Linked DNA regions of Zea mays: region 2 is linked to region 1. Evidence: chromatin contacts called from public Hi-C data. All regions are on one chromosome and are shown on one strand. The core of a region is the stretch at or near the end of the contact, and the rest is flanking DNA. Distances in the headings are between cores, read along the strand shown. Region 1 holds the start of LOC103650830 (protein DEK-like). Region 2 holds the start of LOC100286183.

Region 1 (4,560 bases), core at 59-2,558:
GCTATGTCTCATGTTTCAAGTCATTCATTGTCTTGTTTACATTATGCTAAAATTTGAATCAAGATAAGTGAAAACAGAAAGATTGAGATGAATTTGCATTTGTCACCGTATCATTGTACCAAAACTGCTTCTGCTTGCACGTTTAGAAGAACTTGAGCAATATAGTGAATGGTCGAAACTATTGATTTTAGTTCTGGTTGCATCTCTGTATAGGATACACCCGGTTGAAAAGTTAGACTTGACATGGTTACACCTGTATTGGATTGATTTTGGGAATCAAGTCACATGCGATTAGATTGAGAATTTTTTAGTGATTCACGTTCACCTTCTCTCGCCGTTTTTCCGATCCTTTAATTGTCATGTCATTTTTTTTCTTAGACACACCACTCCGCTATTTATTGATTATTAGGAGAGTAGAAATTTTATACGCTTTCGGGCAGGTTAAGGAGACAAATAAATTTACCACTAGTCTCGTATATAAATATGCTATCCTCTGCTAGCAATCAGTATCCACGTTCTGATCTGCGACTTTTATGGGTAAACTCGAATCGAAACAAATTCCATGAAAATCGAGCTGTGGCCGTAAGGGCCCATATCCTGACGTGATTGCCTTACTGGGCCCGAGGTTTGAGAGCCCATTGGGAGGCACAGCCTAACGGGCCTGTTCGCGTAGTATCATTCGACCAAATCCAAATGAAATAGGAGTCCAAGCACACAAAGTTTGGCGGGCGGGATCTGAAAGTTGCGCGCGTGCCAAATTGGCTCGTCGACTCGACCTGCACCGTGCCGTCCCAAAAAATTTGAACCGCCGCAAGGTCGCGCCCCGGCGCCGCATGAATTTGCCATTTTCGCTTGCCGCCCAAGGTACAGAGGCTCAGGAGCCCTGCCCTGTGGTCCCGCCCATGGCTAGTTACCATTCGCCCCCCTCCCCCTGGGTGGCCTGAACGATGTTTGGCCAAATAGTTTTGTTTCGTAAAAAAGAAGTATTAAAACGCTGTCTGGGTTCTCACTCACATTACAAGTATGAAAGCGTAGCGTGTGTATTAGCAATAATAATAATAATGGCAGCGAATCGAGGTCTCTGACGAGCACGACGGATGCATACTGCACACGTGTGTTCGCGAGAAACTGGCGAACTGCAAGTTAGATGAGAATTTGGAAGTTTTGTCTCAGCTTCAGGCAAAAAAACAAAATGACCCAAATGGGGCAAAACGGCAGAAAAAGGGCAAAACGGTAAAACTGCAAAACCGCGCGCGAAAAGAAATCGGTTCCGGCGGGACAGGCAGGCGCGCGCGCGCGCGCTCCGATCCAATCCGCCCGCCCCGCTCCCGCGCGAGATCCATCCATCCCGATCCCATCGCGTCACACGTCACCTTGCCATTTATCAGCACACGCGGTTAGCCGCCCTCTCAAGCTCGCTCGTCGCTCGCTCCCCTGCCCCGCGTCCGCCCCGCCTCCTGAAAATTCCCCCTTTTTTCCTACTTCCCGTCCCACGGCTCCTACGCCCCGCGGGCCCAAAAACCCTAGCCGGCTAATCCAATCCTGCTTCCCGCCCATGGCCTCCGCGGACGCTGCCAAGCCCGCGTCCCCGCCCGCCGCGGATCCGCCCGTCGACGACCCCATGGACGCCGACCCCGCGCCCCCCGCGGGGGAGGAGGAGCAGGCCACGCCGCAGAAGCAGCAGCCGGAGAAGAAGCGGGGCGGCCGGAGGAAGAAGGGCGAGGCGGCGGAGAAGACGCCGCCGTCGTCCAAGAAGTCGGCGGGCCCCACGGTGGAGCGCCCGTCCAGGGAGAGGAAGACGGTCGAGAGGTACGCGGAGCTCGCGCCGCGCGCCACACCCGCCAAAAAGTCCCCCGCTATTCTCCAGGTGAGCCTTGGTGACTCTTCCCTTTCTCCCTCTCCCTTTCTCGCTCGGGCGTGTCGCACCCGCCCCTGATCTCTTGTTTTCCCGCGGCTCCCGTCCCGGCTGCTGTCGTACTAGCTGAATGCTAAAAATAGCTACGTTTAAGGATGTTTCGCCTCCTGGAACTGAACACGCACTTTTCCATGCTACTAGCACTACCGTCTGTGACTCTGCTTCTGATACGAAGATTTGCTTGTTTTTTCCTCAACAATTTTCCCGCTTTTGTGCTGCAGGGTTCTGGAACGAAGCTCAAGGACATACCCAATGGTAAGCTGAGGCTCTTCAAACGTGTTCCTTTCTTTTTGTCCCACTGGAGCGATCTATCTGCTTGCCTGTGCCATTTCATTGAGTGTTAACCGACTCTACAAGATCTACATAGCTAGGTCTTTGTCTGACAATGGTTAATGCTCTGTCCGCTCAGGGGTCAAAATAGTTTCGAAAAAACATTCTTTTGGACAGTACGGTTAGTCTCCCGAGGGACCTGTTTGCCTCGTTTTTATGGCTATGATGTGATCTTTGACACTGTAGAGTTTTCTAGAATAAAACTGGTTCTGCTAGATATCTGACGCTGAAGCCAAAGCTATTAGTTTGGGGATGGACCCCCTAACGAGGAGAATGCAAACTTTGATATTCTTGTGCAACATGACCTGCTAAACAAGGACATATCCAATTTGAGCATGGCTTGGCTTTATACTTTTCTTATAGGTGCTGGCTCTTCCTTGAACTTATCATCGGTGGCTTTATAGGAATAAAAACTCGTGGTGTGGCTTCAATAACTTGCAGTACATTTCACAAGTTTATTCCCATAGGTTGTAGCAGACAACGTGCTGCTCTGTCCAACATGATAAGTTCTGTAGGGCATCAGCTGTGGTGAGTTGATGCTTGAGAGAGAAGGTTGTCCACATGAGGTTCCACATGAGCCTTTCCTTGCACTGAACTTAGCTATGTGTGATCCATGTGCAAAGAACAAAAATATCGTGATGTCTTTCAAAGAATCGCTTCCTCTAGTGAGGATGATCTGATTCATTAGATCCATGTTGGACCATTCACTGGCCATTGGAGAAACACTTAAAGGGCTTGTTTGGGAGCAAGTGGAATGGATGGGTTTGAGGGGGCTAGAATCCCTCACTATTCAATTTTGAATAATGAGGGATTCTGGCCCCCTCAAACCCATGTTACCCATCCATTCCCATTGCTTCCAAACAAGCCCTAAAGCTTAAATGCTGCATAAAAATAAATATTAGACTGGCACCAGCTATTCCATAAAGATAACTTCTAATGTCACAACTCACAAGTAGCTTGTGAGTGCCAATTATGTGGGTATCCTTGTGTAACAGTGTTTACAATCCTGTTGTTTCTTACAAAAACTGTTTACAATTCTGTCATTTAGGATCAACGTTTTCTTATCAGTTGATCGTTGCTGGTCGCCAGAGGGCTGATCAGCCGATCTAATTGATTAATTGAACGATCTGATTAATCGGTTTCTTCAACCATATGGAAGGGAGGCACCAGTGGAGAGTTGTGTCGGCCGGGAATGGAGGCGTGCTGGTGTTGTGCTGGCATGGAAGGGAAGCGTGCTGGAGTTGTGTTGGCGAGGAAGGGAGGTCCGTGCAGAGGAGAGAGAACCACGAGGGACTGAGGGAGTTGTTGGCTTGCTGCCAATGGGGAAGGGAAGCGTGAGCTTGCTTGATTGGGCCTGAATGACTGGGTAAAAAAAGTGACCGTCCATGATATAATTGTACAATTAATCGTGACTAATCCACGATTAGTCAGACGATCAGTTTTCTAATCGTTCTAATCACGTTGTTAAGCCTAATTGAGTGTGCAGTTCTGACCACCTGATTAATTGTCAATTAATCTTGATTAATCGGACGATCAGAAAACATGGTTTAGGAAAGATTGTTGCACAACTTTTGAGTGCTCTATTCTACATGATGGAATTGTCCCATTATCATAATCACTGATTATCCTGTTTGTTGAAAAACTATGTTGATATTCTGGACAGAAAAGGTGAAAAGAGAATTGCATTGGATAAAAGGAAACATCTTACAAGCACCTCTTTCTTTTTCATTGGTGCTTTATTATATGTTAGGTTCTTAGTCTGTATTATTGTCTGTGCAATACCAGTTTCATTTAAACTATCAAAGAGAAAGGTGGATGAGAATCTCCAGAGCCTCCATACTGTATTGTATGGGAGAAAATCAAATGTAAGTCTTCCGCGCCTTCTGTAGCTCCAGTATTGTTTATTTCATTTACTTTAAGCTGTGTTGATTTTCTGCAGAACCATTTTCTGAAGAGAAACATATCTCAATTTTCTGGGTTTGTTTGGACAGACAATCAAGTAAGTTTTTCCATGACAGAACCATATTATGTAAAAGAAGTTTTTCCTCATGTTATGTGCAGCTCCATTATTAGTGTATCACCTCTTAGTAAGCAACTGTTTGCTGTAATACTGTACTAGCCTAATGCCTGTAATGAACCAACACATAATGCTTTAGTTAGTTGCCAATTTTATTTCTTATAGTTTCAATTGTGGTTATCTCATGTATATTCTGTACTAGTCCAATCCTGACACTCTTGTTAGCTTTGTTATACTTTTTGAATGACCTGATCTTTTTTTATGTAACTGTGCTTGGATTATGTAGGCTTTGTTTGTT
Region 2 (4,821 bases), core at 670-3,169, 160 kb after region 1:
ACGTGTCTTGACACCAATTAGAACGTTGATAATTTTCTTGCTATACTACTAGATCTAAGGGGTGTTTGAATGCACTAGATCTAACAGTTAGCTGCTAAAATTACTTAAAGACATCTAAACAGTCTAACTAATATCTAATAGTTATGTAGAAAACTTTTAAATATGAATTTACGAAGTTTTCGGAGAAAACACTTCTCCAACATTTTTGTAAAGCAGGCCTTTAAATTTACGATCTCCATACAAAACCCAATTTCATCCATGCATTTACAAACCTTGTTGGAACTCTCTAAATCAATGTCGGTTCTAGATCCACCGGGAAAACCATATTTCGGCCACCGTTTGTGTCATCCCACCGTCCCATTGACCATAAATCCATCTCCAGTGCCACGTGGTGTCTTCATGCCGTCGTTGCGATCTTCTGGTCTTCCATCGACAACTTTGACCACCCAAGACATTATGGAAGGTTATTGATGAGTTAGCTCAATTAAAAATAGAAAGCATGCTCACTTTTTTGTTCACATGGTCAAATTTAAAAATTAGCAACCAACAAATAGAGAACTGTTGGAGCACACATTATTTTCTACTTCTTAAAGTGATTTAGCAACTTATTAAATCTGTAATTTAGGGTGCTAAATTTACATAACTATTGAAGATGCTCTTAGCTGATTAATTTCACTAGCAATTTTTTAGCTAACTATCTATTAGCTCTAGTGTATTCAAACACCCCTAAATATAATTAATTTATTTGGTTTGCCATGTCCTAGTCTATTTCTAGAATGTTGTATCAGGATGCTTTGGAGCTCATACACATTTTATCTTTACAAATCTTATCAATTATCCACCGTTTTTTAAGTTTGGAAATAATGTAAATGTCTTAAAAAAACCACTTGTAACAGGTGTAAAAATATATTTTTAATGGTTGTAAGGGTTGCAGGAGTACGATATTGATTTCAAAATTAAGGAGAAAAACAAACCGCATTTGCAATTAGGGTTGGGCAAAAATCCAGTAACCCGAAACCGGAATACTCGAACCCGAAATACCCGAAACCCGAATTTTGTTCGAGAATTTTGGGTACCAACTTGCAAAACCCGAATTTATTTCAGGTAATTGGGGTATCACAATCGGGTACCCGAAATACCCGAACTTTCATGTGTCATGTATTCATGTCATGTTTAATTATTAATTTGTACATCTATAATTATGTGTAAGTGTGCATAACTTGTGATTGTAGATTGCTTGTGTTTTATATGTCCATGTATATCATTATTCAAACTATATTTTTATACTAATTTAATAGGGTGTATGTGTTTTTATTAAGCCAACACAACAATTCGGGTAGTTTGGGAATACTCGAACCCGAACCCGAAATTCCGAGTACCCGATTTTTCGGGTATTGTAAAACCCGTTGTAATTTCGGGTATCGATTCTCGAAACCCGAAATTTAAAATACCCGAATTACCCGACCCGAAATTTTCGGGTAACCCGAACACCCACCCCTATTTGCAATCCAGGAGGTAAAACTTTTTTAGGACTAGTTTGAAAACCCATTTTTTCCAAGAGAAAATGAACTAATTTCCCTTGGGAAAATAAAAACACCGTAGAAAAATGAGGTTCCCAAACTAGTCTTTATAAGGAACATATTTATGGCTAGTTTGATAATTCAATTTTTCGAAGGAATTTCTATTTTCTCAAGAAAAAATAAACTATTTTTTTAGAAAATGAAAATACTTTGGAAAAATGGGTTCCCCGACTAGCGGGCGAAATTTTGAATGGTTTTAAGAGCTGGTGGGCGAAAATTACGTGAAGTCGCTAGAGCAAGCCCAAAGACAGCCGGCCCATCCAGTGACATTACGAAGGCTAGACAGTACGGATCGGCCCAACTCGCATCTAAACCCTAGCCCCTCACCGTTCTCAATCTCTTCTCCCTTGATCGGCACAGCCACAACCTCCTTCTCCAATACTCTCTCCCTCGCCGCCGGCCACCTCCGCCTCCTCCCACGCGCCACCTCCGCCTCCTCCCACGCGCCACCTCCGCCTCCTCCCACGCGCCACCTCCGCGACAAACCACTGAAGGAGGGAGAGGACTCGCTCATATCGTCCGATGGAGGAGGACTCGATCAAGGGGATGATCTCCGCGATATCCTGGGTGCCCAGGGGCGCCGCCAAGAGCGTGCCCGTCGTTGCCGACCCGCCCACTCAGGAGGAGATCGCCGAGGCCATGAAGACCTTCGACCTGGGCAGAGAGTGAGAGCCGCCTCCCTCCGCCCTCTGTTTCTATCCTTGCATCGCGTGCTCTACTTCCAGCAATAGTGACGAATTTTGTTTCGTTGCCGTGTGTAACCTGTCTTTCTCCATCATTAATTCTAGCGACAGTGACTTGGTTTCATTTTTCTTGCCATGTAACCTGTATCCAGCTCCGGGAGCGACGCTGACGAGGATGATGATGCTGCCACCATGGAACTCGACGGTGCGGCGGAAACGGTGGAGGAGGTTGATGAGGCTGCCCGAGCCAAGGCCGTAGCCAAGGCGCTCTGCAAGGGCTCTAGCAAGGCGGACGACGTCGCTGATGAGCTCCGCGAACTCAACATGGACGCGTACGATGATGAAGATGAAGGTGTGCGCCTTCTCTTCCATTCATCCTCCTGCTAAGGCCTTGTTCGGTTATTACCATTACACATGGATTGGATGAGATTGAAAAATTTTAAGAAGAAGTTTGATTTGCTTGGGATTTAAACCCATCCAATCCCACTCAATCCACATGGATTGAGAGAGAACCGAACAAGCCCTAATTAATTCAATCGGCCAGGTGAGCTGTGGCGAATAGGCGACTGATGATTTTTTAACCTGTGATTATGTTAGAGGTCGATATTTTCGGCTCTGGGCTGGGGGACTTGTACTATCCGAGCAACGCAATGGACCCATATCTGAAGAAGAACAATGTGAGTTCAATTCCTCTGCTGTTTTACTTTGCTTTTTGTGTACTGCTGATGGAAAGAAATGGATGCATATTGATACCCATTTTGTACCTTATTAGGAGGATGATGAGGAGGACGACGATGATGATGAGGAAATCGAAGATAAGATGATCATGCCTACTGATTTTGTTATTGTCTGTGCACATAGTGAGGACGATATCTTCTCTCTTCAGGCAAGTATCGGTTACCATATAATCTGATTTTGCTTGGGAAAAACAGCCATGATAATGCTTTTTTTCCTTGTATGAGTCGGCCTGTTTGGATCTCCTAGAGCTAACAATTAGCTGCTAAATTAGCCTAGATCCTGCTTGGATCCCCAGCTAATAGTCTGGCTAGTGCTACTACCACCTAGCTAGCTATTAGCTGATTCCCTTCAGCTAACACCGCTAATAGTTCCTTGTAGTAATAGAATATGGTATACTACCACCATCTCTTTTAGGTGACCACTGATGTATCAAGAATGAAATTATAGCATTACTAGCTCTGGCTGTAGTTAGTAAATTTGTGTTTGGAAATTGACCCCAGCATGTGCTCATAGTGTCTGTCCATGTAAAAATACAGTCTGGTCTTGTTACTTTGCATTTTTCGCCCTGGCAGAATGACTTGCCAGACTGCCCTATGCTATTAGTTTTCATACTTGTTAAATTATTGTCGATGACAGGTCAACATTCTTGAAGAAACAAATGATGGTGAACAAAATATCTTTGTGCATCATGACGTTCCTCTCGCTGATTTTCCGCTATGCACAGCTTGGATGGATTTTAATCTGAAAGGTGGTGAAAAAGGTAAAGCTGGCATGTTAAAGTAAGGGATACCAATTTATTTCTTTGGATTGGAAGGAACTTCTTATCTGATTCTGTTGCTTTCTCCACACTTCAATATCACAGGGAATTTTGTAGCCGTTGGAACCATGGATCCTGCCATAGAAATATGGGACTTAGATATGGTAAGGTCTCTTGTTTGAGGGCTGTAACCATGAGGTGCCTCATTGCAAAACAGTTGATATATTATTTGGTGCACCTTTGATATTTCTCAACAGGTTGATGAAGTGCAACCGCACATGGTGCTAGGAGGACTTTCAAAAAAGAAGAAAAAGACAAAGGGCAAAAAGGTCTGCAACTATCTCTAATCTTGAATGAGATTTGGGCTATCATACTTCTGTAGGTTGCTTTTCTGGATGTTATGCTAAACATCTTGCTCTCCTTCTATAATTGCAGTCAATATTTCCAGCATTACCCAATACTGCGAGTTTCTTGCATTAGTTTGTTGATAAATGCTAGTATTCTTGTTGACACCAAATTACTATTTATTTATTTGATTTCTGTTGCGAAATTTATTTACCTTACCATGTGGTGCTGGTGCCTCGTCTTTCTGGACTTCTGGCTAACTGGCAGCAGAACTTTTGGCTAGATTCACGCATATTTTTACTAGGCTCTTCTTAGATGCAAGCAGCAACACTGGGGGTTCTTCTATGCCTATCAGAGTGATTAGTGCAGCTAATGGTTCCCATGCGAATGCTTAACATCATGATGTTGATTGGCTGAATGTACTTGGCCAGAACAAAGATTGTTAGAATGTTAGCACTTTTTTTCTTTCATGATAGTATGTTGTGCATTTCAATGTATGCAAGGGAGCATTCCTTTTTACTTCCTCTTCAGTCTTCGTGAGCTATACTTCTCTCTTGCAGGGGAAGAAGTATAAGAAAGGAAGCCACAGAAGTTCTGTGCTTGGTCTTGCATGGAACAAGGAAGTTAGGTGAGTTTTCATTTCAACAAGTGGTGGTGACGCTGCTTATTAAGCACCTGGTGTTTGATTTACTGTTGCGAACTCCAGGAATGTTCTAGC

Evidence for each region. Hi-C and Micro-C count contacts between places; a contact is called where the count stands out from the background.
Region 2: a contact with region 1 is called in a Hi-C map of ear, with 2.7 times the contacts expected there. The contact joins the promoter of LOC100286183 here to the promoter of LOC103650830 in region 1. A contact is called at or near these places in 2 of 25 Hi-C or Micro-C datasets (bundle sheath and ear).

Annotation. Positions count from the first base shown.
Region 1 is chr3:160,576,410-160,580,969 of Zm-B73-REFERENCE-NAM-5.0, forward strand. It overlaps LOC103650830 (protein DEK-like), which reads left to right and starts at 1,309. Exons shown (of 11, transcript NM_001329044.1): 1 at 1,309-1,867; 2 at 2,137-2,170; 3 at 4,031-4,110; 4 at 4,185-4,244. The coding sequence starts at 1,556.
Region 2 is chr3:160,735,864-160,740,684 of Zm-B73-REFERENCE-NAM-5.0, forward strand. LOC100286183 reads left to right here and starts at 1,920. Exons shown (of 16, transcript NM_001159071.2): 1 at 1,920-2,245; 2 at 2,416-2,615; 3 at 2,861-2,940; 4 at 3,036-3,149; 5 at 3,638-3,761; 6 at 3,864-3,922; 7 at 4,016-4,087; 8 at 4,664-4,731; 9 at 4,810-4,821. The coding sequence starts at 2,103.